Linked DNA regions of Zea mays: region 2 is linked to region 1. Evidence: chromatin contacts called from public Hi-C data. All regions are on one chromosome and are shown on one strand. The core of a region is the stretch at or near the end of the contact, and the rest is flanking DNA. Distances in the headings are between cores, read along the strand shown.

Evidence for each region. A called contact is a pair of places that touch in the nucleus more often than the background predicts.
Region 2: a contact with region 1 is called in a Hi-C map of ear, with 3 times the contacts expected there. The contact joins the enhancer-like site here to the promoter of LOC100272643 in region 1. A contact is called at or near these places in 3 of 25 Hi-C or Micro-C datasets (ear, endosperm and tassel).

The regions. Positions count from the first base shown.
Region 1 is chr4:20,378,589-20,382,464 of Zm-B73-REFERENCE-NAM-5.0, reverse strand. It overlaps LOC100272643, which reads left to right and starts at 1,416. Exons shown (of 7, transcript NM_001147102.1): 1 at 1,416-1,547; 2 at 1,661-1,909; 3 at 2,051-2,123; 4 at 3,436-3,767. The coding sequence starts at 1,481.
Region 2 is chr4:21,278,368-21,282,340 of Zm-B73-REFERENCE-NAM-5.0, reverse strand. It overlaps LOC100284741 (O-fucosyltransferase -like), which reads right to left. Exons shown (of 9, transcript NR_182110.1): 6 at 3,793-3,905; 7 at 3,387-3,670; 8 at 2,990-3,119; 9 at 1,608-2,706. Among protein-coding and RNA genes, the nearest start is that of LOC100284741, 7.4 kb to the right of the region's middle. Within about 2 kb of position 1,705, at least 6 of the 20 cell types and tissues checked have an H3K27ac peak or open chromatin away from gene starts, as enhancers often do. A contact at or near this core is called in ear, where this site is marked.

The DNA of each region.
Region 1 (3,876 bases), core at 167-2,666:
GGCGGGTAAATAACTCAAAACTCCATGACTAGGTTGCTTTTTTGGAGTTTTCAGAGCAGCAAAAGAGGTACTCCAAAAAATTGTACTGTAGCTCCAAAAACTCCATAGAGTTTACAACTCTGGAGTTAGAGTGTTTGGCATACTCTGGTCAGCTCCTCCTTGGAGTTTTGCTCTGGAGCCATGCCAAACAGGCCCTAAGTCTAGAAACATACCTTGTTATATGATTTGCACTTCTTATTTGTTTAGCACATAACAACTCACTCACTATGTGTTGAACACTTAATCACCAAAACATTATAGAAATGGTATAAGGACACATTTTCCTTTCAGCGGGTCAAAGCGGGCTCCAGCTGGCTCTAGCGATCTAGCTTCCTCCGATGAGCCACCCCCTTAGCCTCCCCTCGATGAGTCCTCCTCTTGTGCTGCTATCGCTTCTGGTCCGATGGACCGCGGCGGTCGACGTAGGGATCACGGAAGGAGGCCTAGTCCTTTGTTGCGCCTAGCTTGAGGTATTGCTGGGTTGTTCGCTATTTATCGCAGCCACGTCGTTGACACTGCATAGCAGCGTCGCAAGGCTCAAAAGCATAATGACAACTTGAGGTAGTTTGCAGCACACATGGGTTTAAACATGCCTCCTCGCTAATACAATACTCTAGTGCCTAACTATCCAGCTGATCTGAATGAATGGCATCAGCAGGAGTACGGTGTTCATTTCATTACTCCTGAAGATGAAAATGAAGTCTAGAAAAATATATTTTAGGGGGTGTTTGGTTAGAGGGACTAAAGATTAGTCTCTAGTTTTTAGTCCCATTTAGTCTCTTTTTTGCCAAACACTAGGACTAAAATATATACTAAAATGATTTAGTTTTTAGTCTTTCACATAGGTGCTAAAAGAGACTAAAAGCTCATAATTATCATGTTGCCCTTACTTTTTTTATGGATAACTAATATTATGAGTATATTCTAAGGACATTTAAGTCTTTGGACATTGTATTTAATGACTTTAGAATCTGTTTAGTGCCTAGAACCTAGAACCAAACATGTAGGAACTAAAGTTTAGGCCTAGGATTAATTGAAACCAAACATGGCCTTAGGACCGGGAGTACTATTTAAACCAAATGCTCAACTTTATTGTGTAATGTCGTCTTGCATTTAAACATATTCTCACGCTAGTTTGCTATTCACGCCCTTCTCTTTTCATTTTCGAACCGTTTCTGGCTCCGGCCTGACGGGCTTGCCGGTTCCTTTCTATTTTCCTAAAAAAAAAAGGAAATGGTAGAGGTACTTTCTGTCGGTTTTCCGTTCGTTTTGGTCCTGACAGTTCGCTTCCTTCGCAACGACTCCATCGCAAGCTGCTTCAGTATTTAACACCCACTCACCAGATGGCGCGCGGTGCACTTGTGCCCTTTTGCGCAGCGGAGTCTTTGGACTCGGTAATCCCGGCCCTGTCCTCCCCCGACCAAACACAGTCCCTGGATCCATGGGTGTCGAGGAGGAGCGCGACGGCGAGGAGCAACGCCGCCCCCTCCTCTCCTCCACCCCGCCAGGTAGATTCCGCTCCATTCGCCGCCACCGTCGTCAACACCGACGCGGGCGTTCAAATCATCTGCTCCCGATCCCATCCCGTCATCAGCTCATCTGTGGGACCTCATTTCTGCAGCCGCGGCGGACCCGCAGCAGCAACAGTACCAGTTCCTGGGCCGGAGCACCTCTTCAGTGCTGCGCGGCGGTGGCGGGGGCTGGGAAGGGCCTGAGGTGAGCGCCGACGAGGTCAGGTCCGCCGCTGGCTTCCACACGTTCCAGGGCCCACCTCCCAACGGCGACAACGCCTATGCTTACCCGCCGTCCATTCATAGCGCCATGCTCTCCCCGTCCCCATCTCATGCCCCACCGTCTCCCCATCCAAATGGTAATTTGCCGCCGTCGGTGCTCTGCTTCTCCCCCACCGGCCTCCACATAATCGTCCTTTTTCCCTTCCGATTTTTCACCAACTGAAGGAGTTGTTGTCTTGTTGAAACTGCTGGTGCTGGGTTGTGGGTTGCATCTGCAGAAGGGTTGGCGATTGTTCCTCAAGGGCCATATCCGTATGGTGGCAGTTACCAACCTTCTGAGAGCGTCGGGAGGTGAGTTTTTTTTTTCAGTCGAAATGCTAGTTCGTCATATGCTGTTTCTGCCTTTTAGTTGAAATATGTTCGTAGCTCAGAAGTGCCAAACTAAGCTATCATTGAGGATGCTTAACTTTTTCTCATTTTTCATAATGAGTATGATCACTCAACATATCAGTAATCCTATTATCCTTCAATTCATTTTTTGATGGTAGATGTCTGATGTAACTGGATTATCCATGAGCTCTGCAAATATGCCATTTTGTAAAATGATGATAAATGAGACATCATGTATGCTATTAGTATTGGCTGCAATGAAGACTTAAGTAGATAATCCTCTAGTAACAATGGAGGACACTTAACTCCTTCACTTGAAACATAGTACTACCTCCGTTCTCGAATATTGGTCGCCCGCTAGTTCATTTTTTAACTAAACCGCGACAAATAAAAAAGAACGGAAGGAGTACCTATTTTACATTTAACTCATTCCACCTAAAATAGCAATAGCAACCACCATTCGATTTTGATTAGATGCACCAGATCACTTGATTGCATGATTGATTGCACAAAATATTCTCTTTTAAGATAAACCGTAAGTGTATGATCTTTGATGAGCTACAAACTTCCATAGAGATGGAATATTCCTTGATTATCTAAATTTTATATGAAAATCATTTTTTTCATTCACAACTGCTTAGAGGACTCAGGAAAAGGTCTCTGACCGCACCTCAGTACACCTGTGAATTCCATAATGATTAGAAATCATGAAACATTTGAAACACTAGTAGTTCAGATGTTCTAGTTTTACGTCTCCTGTTAACATTCAGATAACCCATAAGTAACAAGCTAACACATTTATGTATAACTTGCACCAGGACTTAAATGACAGAAGCTAAAAGGTCAATTTGTTATATTTGAAAGAAATTTGGTAATAACTGACCTAAATTAACTGATAATAATCGAATTCGAGGACCAGACTTCTAGCAAATTCATGTATACAGCAAGTAGTGAATAGAGTAGGAATAATTGGGCATACAGTTGAAGGATGATGTCTTGATAAAAGAAGACTAAGGCTCCAGGGAACTCCCATTATCAGTTGGCTTGATGGAGTATCTTAAGGCCAAAACTGTTAAATGGTGTCAAGAACAGGAGTTACCCGTTTTGCACCAAGCTTAAATAGATTAAATACCATATTTTTCCCATTTGAAAACAAGTGCACTGTTGCTTCCCTGCGTATCATTTTCCCTCCCCTTCTGTCCTGTGATTCTGTCTTTTTGTTGGTATGACTGTTGTTCTATGCTGACAATGGAATGGTTCGATCTACTGATAGGGATGTACTGGATGAGGTGGAGATCCGACAGCTACTCATTGACCATATTGGACATCGATGCTGTTGGGGAAGTCACCCTGCCCGCACATGGAAAATTACCTCCATTGAGGACTGCAATGTCTATGTTGGCACCTTGGAAACCTTCATCGAGGAAAGATACATTATTACAAAAAAGGAGCCCTTTGAAAGTGGGAATATAGATGGAAGAGAAAAAGGTCCTTTGCCTGGATTGTGGGAACTTGATTTGAGGTCTAAGTTTCCTGTACTTTTTGTACCAGAGAAAGAAGTGACTGTCAAGATTCCACATTCAGATATTATTGAAAAGTGCTCAGGTACTGTGTATTTTTCTTTCAGTGCCCTCTGATTTTCCTTTAATGAGAGAATTAGATTTGTACCACTATTTTAATTATGGTTATGATATTTGACATTGCTTTCGTAATA
Region 2 (3,973 bases), core at 456-2,955, 900 kb before region 1:
AGTAACGAGCGAGAGCTAGGTGGCGACTTCTGTTTGGTCCACGTGTGGTAGCCCTTGCAGCTTCCAATTTTGACCATTTGGAGTCCAAAAATAAAAAACGCAAAGAAAACATAAATTTTATCTCCAATCCCTCTATAAATACCCCTACTCGGGTGGAGCTCATTCCCCCCACACACCATTTCATCTCGTTTCTCTCCTCCAAACTCCCCTCTCTTCACACAATGTTGGGTTGGTCCCTAGATTTGAACATCTTCATGGATCTCTTGTTGTCTGATAGGTCACAAACCCCTACGTTTAATGAGTCTTCTCCACTGCATCGTCGCTTTGATGTTTCAGCTTGAATCCCCCGTGCAATATTCTCGATTGCGTCACCACCATACTCTTATCCCTATCATTTGTATCCATATCCACCGCCTTCATATGGCCAACCTCCAACTTCCTAAGCTGGATTTCAAGCTTCTTTCCCGATACGTCTGTATGCCCCTCCACCTGCTATGGATGGAAGTCAAGCTTCTTTCCAGGTACTTGTGTACACCCCTCCTCTATATACCCCACCTCTGTATGGAGCACCTCCTCCAATTTCACCTGTCTCTGTTGGATCTAAAAACCAAGCCGAGAAAAATCATGTGTCGAAGGAAATTCATACAAAAAGGCGAGATTGGACGACTGTCAACGAGTAAAAGCTAATGAATGAATCATTTCTTGTTTTTAATGCTTGGATTATACATTCTAATGATCCCATCTCCGGCAACAATAATACTGGATATTTTTTAAGGCCAAATAGCAGCAACATATATCTCCACCTCCGACCCTTGCTGTCATCGAACCGCCAAGCAACTTAAAGGTTATTTGGGCACCTACAACTGGGAGGTGACCAATTTCAATCGGTACTACCTCCAAGAAGAAAGGTTGTGTCAGAACGGAGCAAACGATGCAATGGTCATAGAGGCAGCAACGACGAGGTTTGAGGATAAAATAGGGCATCCATTCAAGCATCATCACTGGTGGCAAGTTATTCACCAGGAGTCCAAGTGGTCAGCAAAGCATGGTCCTGGTATTGGATCTCATGGGACTGGGAATAAAAGAACCCGACTCGGAGTCTCTAATGAATATAGTTCTAAAGACACCGAGGAGGAAGTACCCCAACCAGTTGGACATGATAGGGCAAAGACGACGACTGCGCGAAAGACGAAGGCAAAGGAGAAAGGGAAGGAAACCACGAATAGCGAGTTAACAAGTGAAGCATTTAAAATGAACTTAGGGGTGGATTAGTTAAGGCCAAGCTTTTGAAGCAATGGAATATTCTAAAGGGTCGATCAACCCAGGATATGAACCTAGCTGAAAGACATACACATGCCAAGGCTATAAAGATGATCAAAAATGAACTTGGTCTGGTCAACGACGAAAAAGAGAAACAAAAAACATAATGAAAAGAGGAAGATGAGGATGAGATCTAGGACTACAATTAGATTTATGTTATTTTTTAATTAGCATATAGTTTTATTTTAATTATCATACCCTTTGTAATTTTTACTTTAATAAAAATATCATGTTATGTGGTTTCTGAGCATTAAAATAAATTCACGTAAATTACTTAATTCTGAAATAGAAAAGTTAATGTGACTATATGCCGAAGCTATATCCCGCTGCGAGTTGTGCAGTTGTGCACTAAAACAGTAAGGACAAGAGTGGAGTCAATAGCTGACATGCCAGGGACGAAAGACAAAGGGTGCACTGGCACCAGCCTAACCGGGGCCTTTATACACCGGATGGTACCATATTGCGCAAAGGTTTCTCACTTTTGTCACTGCCACCTACACAACCCGCACAACTTCACTCTTCAATGAGGAAAACTATTGACATACATATTGTTTTCTCCTCAAAACCATATATGACCAGACCTATTCAAAATCTGGTTCAATGCTCTCCCTGAATACCACCAGATACCACACCTCAGCATGTCAACCGCTCCAGTTTGAGCCATCAATTAATACATTCCTTGAATATAGTTGTATCTGGATTTCTCTGATGACCATTCCAAGTGTTCAAAATGCTTCCGAGCAGTAATCCCTAGTTGATCAGTTAAATCGTCAGCTCTTCTATTTGGCTGGATGGGTCAGTCTGATTAGAGGCTCTTGCTTCTTCCATTTCTTCTTCGCTCTGGAACTGGCTTTCCAGAACGTCATTTATGTTATCAGGGGGACACCGGTCTGCATGGTTCTTGGCATCCGTCTGGCAGAAGCACTCAGGCCATGAGTTCGTGTAGAAAGACTCTGGATGGACGCGCTTGTGGGGGGCACCAAAATGGGTGTTGGACATCACCCTCCTGATTCTCTCAAAGCCAATGTGGCGGCCTTCCATCCTGTCGATGAGTATCGGGGCAAGAGCCTTTCTGTTCGGCGTGATTGTGGTCCGGAAACCGTAGTACATACGGTGGCCCATGAGGTTGTTTGCAAAGTTGCTTGGGCCATCATATGTGGGCATGAAAATGTCAGACAGGAGGCAAACCATGTAGTCAACTGCTGATCCTGCTAGCCCTTGGGTATTCTCTTCCAGCTTTCCAGGTCCAACTGTGCTGTGGTTCTCTAAGCGTGGAAACATGGTCTTGAATGGCTTCATGAAACGTTTCCCTCCAAAGAGCTCGCCAGAGGCAAGGTAAATGCGTGTTCTATTGTCAAATCCCATGGCACGTAGAATAAAACCTACCTGCCACAACGGAACAAATAGAATATTAGATTACTTCAGTAGTTCAGCTAATGAGAAGTCTTTCCAAAATTCTTTCTAGATTTTCCTACTACATATATATGTTTCAAGTTTTCTCCTATTATTTTTATATCAATCAAAAGGATTCATGTAGTGCTACGAGTACAGAATGGTATATGATGTTCAGGTAACCATGGAAATTAATACAGCATTAACTTCTGATTACACACAGTTCCAATCATGCTCAAGGAATATCTAGATCTATGCTTGTAAGGAGATTCAGTACCTCTTCTGGAGTTAAAGGGCACTTTCCTTTGAGCCTGATTTTCATGGGGATAAGTTCCTTTTCTGCAAAATGTTCTTCCCTGTACTTCCACAGAATTTTTTGCTCTTGAGGTTTGAATATGTCAAAGCACCTGCAATTTTCATTTTGGAAGATTAGTAAAAATTACACAGCAAGTAATATCCATTGTGCATATGACAAAAGTAGCTGGAATTAATGAAAAAAGAGTAGTTTTCTAACAATGTAGTATAAAGACTGAAAATGGCAAGAATGCTTAATGACAATGGGTTTGCATTTGTTGATAAATTTTTCATAATGATTCAATAAACACAAAAAATAAGCAGGGATGTGTCATTCAGCATCAAGTGATAATTTTACAATAGTATAGTCAAAGCCCTACCCTGCAAATGCAAGCATATCCAACTCAAATCGAAGATGAATTGACATGAAATGGCCTTCTGAGCGGAGCTTGTTCACTATCTCACTGCTTGTTTTCATGATATTTGGCTTGAATCGTAGTGCATGGTAATTCACTCTGCATCTCAATCTCTGGAGCTCTGGATTATCAATATCTTCTGCCAAACGGTGTGAAAATGGACTTAAATATATAGCTCCATACTTCTTCATCGTCTCCAAAGCATCAGTTGCATACCAAGATACCGGTGCATCTCTTGGTGGCCGAAGCTGTGAGGACAAATAATTGCCCCATGACCATGAGTACAGTATGCCCCTAAAACTTGAGTTTTCGATGATAGAAAAAAACGAATTTAACATAACCATATATAGTGTCCTTTAAATTTATTCACCTGCTGGCCTTTGAGCTTCTTGGTCTTTCCATTTGTAGTGATTTCAGGAATGCTCATAACAATTCGGACGTCATATTTCAGTGTCTTGATGAAGTGGGGAACATCATAAATACCTACAAAGCCACTGGGTGTATATAAATGCAGAAAATAAGTAAACGCCAACAACAGATAATCATGCGAT